Regions from separate parts of the Ovis aries genome. Here region 2 is linked to region 1. A link is a contact called in public Hi-C data. All regions are on one chromosome and are shown on one strand. Each heading gives the region's core, a stretch centred on a gene start, on an enhancer-like site or on the middle of the called end of the contact. The rest is flanking DNA. Distances are from core to core; before and after follow the strand shown.

Evidence for each region. A called contact is a pair of places that touch in the nucleus more often than the background predicts.
Region 2: a Hi-C map of hypothalamus shows a contact between it and region 1, with 5 times the contacts expected there. The contact joins the enhancer-like site here to the promoter of AHDC1 in region 1. A contact is called at or near these places in 9 of 16 Hi-C or Micro-C datasets (blood, hypothalamus, liver and 4 more).

The regions. Positions count from the first base shown.
Region 1 is chr2:239,442,829-239,447,823 of ARS-UI_Ramb_v3.0, forward strand. It overlaps AHDC1 (AT-hook DNA binding motif containing 1), which reads left to right and starts at 2,306. Exons shown (of 7, transcript XM_042245109.1): 1 at 2,306-2,782; 2 at 3,026-3,123.
Region 2 is chr2:239,701,352-239,706,346 of ARS-UI_Ramb_v3.0, forward strand. WDTC1 (WD and tetratricopeptide repeats 1) reads right to left here. Exons shown (of 17, transcript XR_009599448.1): 12 at 4,965-4,995; 13 at 1,720-1,955; 14 at 169-346. Among named protein-coding and RNA genes, the nearest start is that of TMEM222, 19 kb to the left of the region's middle. Within about 2 kb of position 2,195, at least 18 of the 54 cell types and tissues checked have an H3K27ac peak or open chromatin away from gene starts, as enhancers often do. A contact at or near this core is called in hypothalamus and liver, where this site is marked.

The sequences.
Region 1 (4,995 bases), core at 1,056-3,555:
ACCCTGTAGTGCTTGCTTTCCAGCAATGCCCAACACCTTGGGGGCTAAGAGCACTCAACCTCCCTGGGAAGCGGGCTGCTCAAGCAGCCTGAGGTGGGAGGGATGTGCATGGACAACCCTACCTAACTTCTATTCCCCTCTCACTTACAGAGCCATGGACCCTACTAATCTTGGCCCCTGTACCTCATCACCTAATCTCTCCTCTCCCGTGTCTTTCCCAAACTCCTCTTCATCCCACTCCACCTTGGGCTCCCTATCTCCCAGAAGCCATCCTGAATTGCCCCCCAGTTCCTGCCTCAAACTTGATTCAGCTTAGATGGGGTCTTTATGCCCTGGGGCAGAGCCTAATAGGTAAGGATGTTGTGAGGGTGTGAAAGAAAGGGGAACCTGGGCCTTTCCTAGCCTTCCCAATGCTAAAGTCTCACCGGTGGGGGACCAGCTGGGGCAAGATGCCAAAGCCTCATCTATTTGTGTAACTTTAGGTCAGGCTGGGGAGCTGCAAAGGGCCCCTAACAACTTTAACCATTGCTTTCTTTTGTTAATATCTGATCTTACAATGGTTCCCATTCAACTGATAAATCTTTGAACCCAGGGCTTGCCTGTAAGGAGAAGCTACTCCCAAATGGGTGCCTCTGCGGCTGGTCAGCAGCCCGGATGATGCCAGATCAATAGATGGAACTATTTAGAGCCCTAGACCTCTTCCATGGCTGTGGTGCCCCCACTCCCTGCAAAGGGCCAACAGAGTGTCCCCCAGATCCCCCCAACTTTTTTGTCTTAGAGGAGGGGCTTGCAGGTGGTGACAGGGAGCTGCTGTTGGCAAAACGACACCACCTGCCTTTTGTCACACGCTGGCCATCACCTCGTATCACCCTGCAGGGCCAAAGGAAGAGTCCGAAACGGGTGGGCCAAGGACAAAGGCACTGCTGAAGGGACTTCAGACACAGGGCAAGACAGAAAAAGCCAGCAGACATTGGGCAAAGGAATGTCAGACACATAGATGAAGTGGGACTAGCACAGGACCAGTCGGGGCTGGTGCTGGTAGACGCCGGGGACAGGACAGCCACCATGCATTATTCATCTCCGTGTCCCCTGTGAGCCCTGCACACCTCAGTTAACATTTGTCGAATTTAAGTGCCAAGGGAGGACACACAGACGCCGGGAGAGAAGGTCAGATGGAGAGCTTGGAAGTCGCAGCTCCCTGCTTGACCCAGAGGTTAAGCAGTGAGCTTTGGAATGGAACAGACCCTGGTCCAGCCGGGCTCTACCAACTTCTTCAGTAGGGGTCATGGGCCTCAGTGCCCTCATCTCTAAAATGGAAATGATAACAAAATCATTCTACCAGGTCTTTGCAGGACTCAAGAGCCCTGCGGTGTTCAGAAAGTGGCAGCAGCAGCAGTTCTCCTTCTTGCACTGTCCAAAGACCTCTCCTTGGTAACCAGGCCCTGGCAGTGCACATTCCCATCTGTGGGGACAGGCCAGGCAGGGGGCCGGAGCTAGGGGCTGGATAACAGATGTGACCTGCAGAGGAGGTAGGTGAAAGTGCTGAGTCCAGCCCCCTGGGCCCAGCAGGAGCTCTGAACTGTTGAATCTGAATGCTGCTTCCTGACACCAGGAAGAAGCTCAGTCGAATTCAGGAAGGCAAGGCTGTGTGTGTGTGTGTGTGTGTGTGTCTGACAGAGAGAGAGATCTGTGGAGAATCCAGGACTTCATGCTCTTGTCTTCCTCGGACTTCTAGAAAAACTAGTCTTTGGTGGAGGTGGCTAAACCCAGAGCTCAGAACTTGAGATTGGGGGTCCCTGAAAGGAGGAGGAGGTGCGGGCGGGCTTTGAGTTTTCTGGAGCAGCCCTCTCTCCATCAACCCTTGCGCTTTACTCAATAGGTAACCTTCTCATGAAGGGAGAGCGCCTCCAGATTCAGGGAGCCGGCCGTCTCCTCTTACCGCTTCCTCTCTCATTTAATTGGGACGCCCCCAGAAAGTCTCAAGTCCTTTTAGCTAGTCCCTCGATTCCCCCATTCTACTCTTTCCATTCTCAGACCCCGCCCCTTCACTCCCACCCGCAACCTCCGCTCCGGCCAAAGCCCCCCGCAGCGGGACGAGGAAGGTGGGGAACGTTGGTGATCCTTAGGGAAGAACGCAATCCCCCTTTGGTAAAAGAGGAAGCGCGCGAGGGCTCGGGCGCTGGGTGCCCCCTGCGGGCTCCCGGCCGCGCCGTCGGAGCTGCCGGCGCCGCCCCGCCCGCTCCGCGCGCGGAGCGGCCGAGGCGGGGACTACAAGTCCCGGCGAGCCGCGCGCGCGCTCCCCCCTGGGGTTCCGGATGGTGAGCGGCGAAGGTAAGGCGAGCTCGCAGAGGCAGCGGCGGCGGCGGCGGAGACGGAGAGAGGCAGGCAGGCAGGCAGGCAGGCAGGGCGAGGGCGAGAGACGGCGAGGGGAGGGAGCGAGCGAGGCAGACCAGACAGACAGACAGGCGGGCGGGCGGGCAACGCGAGCCACCCGCCAGGCTGCGCTCAGCCCCGCTCGCCGCGGAGAGAGCAGAAGGCAGGAGGAGGGAGGGGAGGAGGGGGAGGGAGGGAGAGAGGGAATCCAGCTACCACCACCCAAAGCCAGCGTCTGCTTTCTGTCCTCATTTCCTTTTCCCACCCAGCTCTGAGAGCAGAGAAAGGCAGAGGGAGCGAGAGATTGAGACAGTCAGAGGGACAGACAGACAGCCAGAAGAGAGCGGGAGGGAGGAGGGCGGAGGAGGAGGAGCAGGAGGAGGACTACGCGGGGCGCGTTCCCTCCCAGGTTTGCAATTGGGGGGGTGGGGGTGGGGGTGTCCAGGGCTGTGAGAGTGTGTGCGCGGTGGTGGTGGTGGGGGGAGCAAGGGGGCGCAGAGAGAGAACGAAGGAGTGATCGAGGTGGGGGGCGCCGCGGGAGCTGGGGGGCCGGGTCCAGCGGAGTTAGCGGCGGAGAATGTGAGCCGAGGCGCGAGCCATGCTGTCAGCAACGGCGGGCGGCTCAGGGCTCCTCCACGACTCCTCTCCCCAGCTGCCGGGCGCCCGCGTCGCTGCCGCCGCCGGAAAACAGACGCCCCCCGAAGCCCCTCGCCTGGCTCGGACCCACGGAGCCGGCAGCCCAGCACTCCGGTGAGTGGCGCCTCCTCCCCGGCCCTAGACCCCCGCTGGGGACCGGCCGGCCGGGCTCTTTTGTGCAGCGCACCGGGGGGGCCCCGCGCCCCCTCCGCGCGCCCCGGTCCGGTCCGCCGGACCCCGTGGCTGCGGTGCCCGCGGTGCGATCGGTCTTTGTTTCCACCGGGGCCCGCGGCTCGGCTGGGCTCGGCTCGAAGCCTGGCAGGCAGCGCCGGGAAGGGGGAGGGGGAGGTGGACGAGAAGGGGGGGCGGGGAGGGGGGGTTCTCGGGTTTCCTGGCCGCCCCGCGGCTCCCCCGGCTCGGGGGCGAGGTGCGCGCCCAGCGCTGCCGCGCGCCCCCTCCTCCTTCCCCCTCCCTCCGTCTTTGGATTTAAAACTGCAATTTGCTCTCCAGCTTGCTGAGAATGTAGGGGGGGGGGGTGGGTGAAGGGGGGGACCGTGGGAGCGGAGAACAAGGCTGGATTTTAGGAACGGCGCTGGGAAAGGGGGAGACTGCGGAGGGGAGAAGCCCCTCCCCTCCAACCCCCAAATCCCAAGGTTCCGCTTGTGCTCTGGGAGTTGAGGGGCGGGGACCTAATGACCCGGAGGGGGTGTGGGGCGGAGGAGGGATTTGGGGGCGGCCGGGGCCGGAGGGGTTGGGCCGCGTGCCCGGTTACCTGGCGAACAAAGTCGGCTCACTTTTGCATAAATAAATAAATAATCGCCCATCAATGCGTTTCCTCTGAGGCTCTGATTGAATCGGGGGCCCCCTCTTCCCCAGGGCTTGGGGTGCTGAGTGACAGCTGTCAGCCCCCTGGGCCAGTCGCTGGGGGGTGAATCGCTGAATCCCTCCGCTTTCTGGCTCCGGGCGCATTCCCCTGCTGGGTCTTGGTCCCCGGGCAGAGCCAGAGGGGCAGGGGGCTGGCTCCGAGTCTAGGAAATAACCTTGTTTCCTGTTCTACAGGAAAAGGGACGGCAACCCAGAGAGTTTGGGGGCTGGGGATGAAGACTGATGGGAGCCGGAGGGGTTCCCCAGCAGCCTGACCCCCCAGCCTCCTGCCAGGCGCAGGGGCCGGCCGAGGGAGGAAGGATGTGGGCCTTGCTGGCCCGAGGCGGGAGCTGGGGCTGTCCCCGAGGCGGGCAGCGGGCACCGAGCAGGAGGAGGGAGACAGAGAGCAGCGGGGGCGGGAATTCTCTACCGCAGACCCTGGGGGCCGGGGCCAGATGTGGAGGGGTGGGGAGTCCCCCCTCCCTGCTAGCTTGGGGGCCCCGGGGGCTGGGCTGTGAGGGGCTGAGCCTAGTGCCCTGGGTTCTGCACCAAGTGCCTGACTGGCAGGGCCAGCTGAATTTGGGCCCAGGCGTCACCCTGGGAGGCAGGGCCAGCCTGCACCAGCCTGGTCCCTGAGCACAAGGAGGGACCCTTGGGGGGCCTATGCCTGTCTGGCTGGGCAGGCGTTTCCCGCCGGACCAGTTGGTGTCAGGCGGGACTTGGCCCCAGCTCCCTGGGCAGAGCTCAGGGTGTGAGGACAAGCTTTGCCTCTGGGTCAGGGTGGCCACATTTTGTCCGCTGCTGCTGCTGCCGCCGCCGCCGCCGCCGCCGCCGCCGCCGCCGCCGCCGCCGCCGCCGGCGGGGCGGGGGCATGTGCCCGGGCCTGGGCAGAGTCCTGCCAGGAGCATTTGGGGTGTTTCTATTGTTGGCTTGTTCCTGTTCCGTGTGGCCCAGTGTGTGTAGCTGTGTGAGCTGGGGCTGTAAGTGAAAGATTACCAGTCAGTCCACACCCCCAACCCACACCCCCACCCCCACCCCACCGCCTGCCTGTTGGGGGCAGGCTGGGTTGTGGTGGTGAGCTGTGGGGGACCCCCCTAGGTGGCATGTGCCTGCAGCTTGCCA
Region 2 (4,995 bases), core at 945-3,444, 260 kb after region 1:
TCATCTACAGAGGAGGGCTGGAGGGGGATGGTGGCTCACAGAGGTGAAGCCATCTGCCCAAGGGCACAGAGCTGGGATTTGAGACTTCTGAAAGCCTAGGTCCCCACGCCACCCTCAACCTCCTGCCGCCAACTGGGCTGGGCCCTCCTCCTTCTCAGGGCCTCAGACCTGCCAAAGAAATTGGCCTCCTTGATATCCGTGGTGGTGTTGCAGTGGCCACAGTAGCGGAACTGGTAGTCGTAGCTTCGCTCCCGCAGCACCATCTCGTCCTCGGAGATGGAGTCCTTACGGCTCATGCTTCGGAGGCGGACGGGGCCGCCGCCACCGCCGGCTCCCTTCTTCTCCTCTGGGGCAGAGAACAGGGACCGTGAGAGTCCTGCCCGTCTCTCCCCGCCTCCCCGTTTCCTCCCCACCCTTCACCCCGTTCTCCGTCCAAGTAGTAAGCCATGAAGGGCTGTCCCTCTCCCACTACCCTGGAAAACTGGGAACAACTGTGGAAAAGAGGCATCTGTGCATCCTGCCCTTGAGGGTGTTCAAGAGGAGATCGCTGATGCCAGGACGGCCTTGGCTTAGGTCCCTGAATAACGTCTGGAAGCCCCGAGGATGCCCGGCCCTAAGGTCTGTTGGTGTGGAGGTGAGCGGCGGGGAGGGGAGGGCAAAGCGCTGCCAAGAGAGCCTTGAGCGGGTGATCTTTCTAGCCCTCCCGCCCCGGAGGACAAGTCAGCCTGGGTCCTGGTGGCCGCATACGCGCCTCAGTAAAGTCACACCAGCTCTCTCAGTGCCTTGTCCCTGCCTGCCTCAAGGCCTTGGCACGCGCTGGCCCCTCTGCCAGACGCTTCACCTCTGGCGACACTCTGCCTAGTCACCTCTTCCCCAGCTTCAAGATCTCTGCCTGAACGTCTCCCTCAAAAACCCCGGGCTGCCTTCAACCCCTCCCCTGCACTCACACCCTATCAGGCCCCCGGGGCCTTCTTTGCTTCTCCTTCATCGCTAGGGTCCTTCCCAGGCTATAAATTCTTGAATCCAGAAATTCTATCTGACTTGTTCCTAGATGTATTCCCAGGACATAGCACAGTGCCTGGCACTATCCAGACAGATGGATCAATCCATGGTCCAATACGCTGCAGAGCAGAAGAGGAAGCTGCATGTCTGCCCCCAGTGAGCTCCCCTCTCATGTTTACAGACTGCACAGTTACCTGGCTCACTCTCCAGCGCTACCCAGAGGAGCAGGGCAGGCCCTTCAACATGCTGTACAAATAAGCCAGCAGGTTCAGAGAGGCTGTGCTCTGCCCAGTCTCATGGTTCCACATGGCAGAGCTGAGACTGGAACCGAGGCTCCATCCCTGTGCCCGGGGCCTTACCACTGCCCTGTGGGCTGTCTCTCCTGCACCCATGCAATCTGGAGCAAGTGCACTCTAGCCAACTAGCTGGAGCTCGGATCCCAACGGAACGGCCAAGGCCCTGTCTATGACAGGAGAGGATGACCTAGCTCCTATCCTGAGCCCCTATCCTGAGCCCCGGGGGAACCACACCAGGTGCCTTAAACACGCTATTGCTAATCCTTAAGAGACCAAGTGACTGTCTCAGGGTCACGTGGTTCTCAATCAGTGTGAGCCCAGGCCTCTCCAGTCTCAGGACTTACGTCCTCTCCAGAATGTCACGCAGCATCTCCAACAGACAGAGTGACAGCAACCCCTCCTCAGTGCGCACTCTACTCACCACCGTCATTTTTGGAGAAGAGGGCGGCCGTGATGTCACGTCCCAATGCGTCACAGGCGCTGCTATGGGCCTGCTCCGGGAACTTCCCTTTGAAATCATCCAGGCACTCTAGGGCCTCAGCCACGTACTTGAGCTCAAAGAGGCATCGGGCCAGGCGGAAGTGCGCCTTCAGGTGGCATGGATTTAGGGAGATGGCCTTGAGGCAGTCCCTCAGGGCATCGTAGTGGTCACCATCCCTGGGAAGGCAGGGGAGTGTGCTTTGGAGGTGGGGCCCCGTGGCAGGTAGGGAGTCCCCATTCAGTCTTGTCGCTTCCTGTGGCCACCCCAGCCCACCTTTGAGCGATCTCAGGGCAAGGGTATTTGGGGATGAACAGAATCCTGGTTCAGCCCAGGGCTTGCTCTCTAGGAGGCAGAGTATGTTTAGGAGGAAAGCCAGGAACCCTGGCGTATTGGCAGGTAGAGGGTGGGCATAAGGCAAAAACCAGTGTCGGGTTGCCCTCTGCTGGACACAGAGTGCAACTGTGCACCCGCTCACCCCAGGCACCCGCAGCCCTGCAGCAGAAGGCCTGGCATCTTGCCCGCCTCAGGCTCCCAGGCCCTCCTTCTCCTTTCCTCCACCCACCTCCTCAGATCCCCCCGGCTGGCCTTCAAAGCCAGGTCTGAGGCAGGGGGCCCTCAAGGACAGTTCTGTGGTCCGGGGAAGCCAGAAGTGTCAGGCTGGGGATTCAGGCTGCTGACCAGCAGGCAGCAAGTCCTCAGCCAGGCCCCCTCTGCCCTGGCTGACTGATCCACAGCAGCTGTGGCCTCTGCCTCCCGGGGCTGGAGGACGGGGCCTGACGGTCTGGCAGAGTCACTCCTCTGGAAGTGGATGGCGGGAGTGGGGGCGGGCATAGGCCACAGGAGCTGCAAATTGTCCACACTAACTTCTCCAAACTCCCGAAGCATGGATGTGGGGAAGTGGGAATAGTTTTGCGGGGTGGGGAGGGTCAGAGAAGAAGCCCCTCCTCCTCCCACCCTGTGCAGGAGTATAGAATACACATCTGCCCAGGTCCACAGACAGCCCCACCTCTCAACTGGAGAGCCAGGTGTCCTCACAGGATCCACTTCTCCGTTTTTCCCCTCTGCTGGGGTGAGGCGGGCCTAGGACCCACTTGCGTTAAGAAGCACGCCGCCGACCGCCCCCCCCCACCATGGCCTCCCCACCAAGGCGCAGCTCACAACCCCTGTGCGCGGCGGGGGCCAGGGCAGGTCTGACGCTGGAGCTGTGCTCCTGACCCTCCCTCCTACAGCACCCAGAGGGAGCACCGGTGCTCAGAGCAGGGACAAGAGGCTTGGCAGTGCGGAGGCGGGCGGGAGACAGAGTGTCCCGACGGCGCAGCTGCGTCAGAACGAGTGGCTGTGACGGAGGAGCAGGCGCGCTTCGGAAACCCAATTACCGCCTGCAAGGTGCCCCTCAGAACTCCCGGGGAGAGCCAGACCAGAAAGCAGCCAGAAGCCAGAGGGCGACAGCTCCCACCGCATCCAGGAGCAGATGGCTGCCCTGGGGAGACTGGCCTGGGACAGAACGTGACATTCTAAGGGTCACTGGCAGGCACGTGGGGATGGGGAGAGAGCAAGCTGGCCCCAGGGCGCACCCATCCGGACTTGCTGCCAGCTCAATCTCCCTGAAAAGACAGCCCTCAACACCTCCCTCTGCTGCTCGAAACTCTTCAGTAGCTGCCCATCATCCACTGAATCGAGGCCAAAACGCCACCGCTCTGCATTCCAAGACCTTCCCAGGCTGGCCCCAGGCTACCTCACAGACTCATCTCCTGCCAGTCCCTTCCCGAACCCTCTGCTCCAGCCAAATGGATTTGTTGTTCTGCAAACAAGCTCTTCAGTCAGTCCCCCACCCCCACGCCTTTGTTCACACCGTTTCATCTCCCTGGGAATGTCCTTCCCCCACAGTCCCCTCCCCGCTTTCCTCTCCTGTCTAAGCCTGCCCACACTGAAAGCAGACACCACGTCTTCCCGGTGCTCCCTGATCCCCAGGTACAGTGACCCGACTTTTCCTCTGCCCATGGCACTTCACCTGACCCTTCAAAGACTCACTGCTTCCTGCCTCTTCGGTGATGGACCATGCCCACCTCTTTATCCCCTGTCCAGAGGCTGTGCGCTCTGGAGCACAGTAACTCGGAGGGACAGAACTTTGTGTCTCTAGTTCTCAGTGCATAGTAGGGATTCAGAGAAGATGTTAAGGGTACTGTGGACTGGGAAATCATCAGTCCTTCTCAGCAAAATGCAGGAGAGTGTGCTCAGCCTACAGCCTGCATGAAGACCACTGCATTCTACCCACCTGCTGGAAAAGAGGGGCAAAACACCCCAGGAGGGCCCCCAACTGTCATCTCCTGGGGCTGGCTGCCATCTGAGCCCATGGCCAACTCCTGATGTCTGAGCTAAGGCCTGTGGGGGCAGCATCTTCCCAAACCCCCATCCACCAGCCTGCTGACTTGGGTGGGTTTCTTAAGCTTCCCTCTCTGGCCTGCCGAGTTGCAGCCAGACGATGGCACACCAGCTGGCCTGTCTGTCTGGGCAGAGCCGACGGATGCCAGACGGAGCAGAAATGGCTGTGGGCCCAGCTTTATCCATCTCCCATCCTGGCCCTGGCTGGGGGATGGGGTCTGCCTGCCTGCTTGCCTGCTGGTGCTGTAGGCGGAAGGGCTGGGGGCCCTGGTGGTCTTCAAAGATAAAGGGTTCTTCAGGATATGGACCTGTTCCCTTACCACTGGCCATTACCACACAGCAAGACCCACAGCCAGCTTCAGATGTCTAGGATCCTGCTTGTGCTTGGTCCAAAGGGTCCAAGAGCATAGGACAGCAAACTCCAAGGTCAAGGCGCTGCACAATCACTTCAAACAGATAGCAACTGAATTCACCAGGGCCTCATTTGCATCTAGCAAGATTCTACTGCCCCTTTAAAAGTCCGATTCAAGGCCCAATTCTCCAAGGACTGGGATTAACCACTCTCCCAATTCCTACTTCCAGCAACCACAGCACTAACATGCTGAAGCTACTTGTGAACATGTTCCATTTAACTGTGAGCTCTCCTGGTGTTTGAAGCTTCCTGACTAACAGGTCAGGCACCTGCCCACCACCAACCAGGAATGGGTGAGAGGCCTGGGCCTAACATGCCCTGAGGGGCAGCAGGATGCCACTGCTACTGTCCCTGGATGCCTCAGCAACTTGGTTCCATCAGGCCCACTCACCACTTGCGCTTCATGTAGGCAGCAGCTCGGT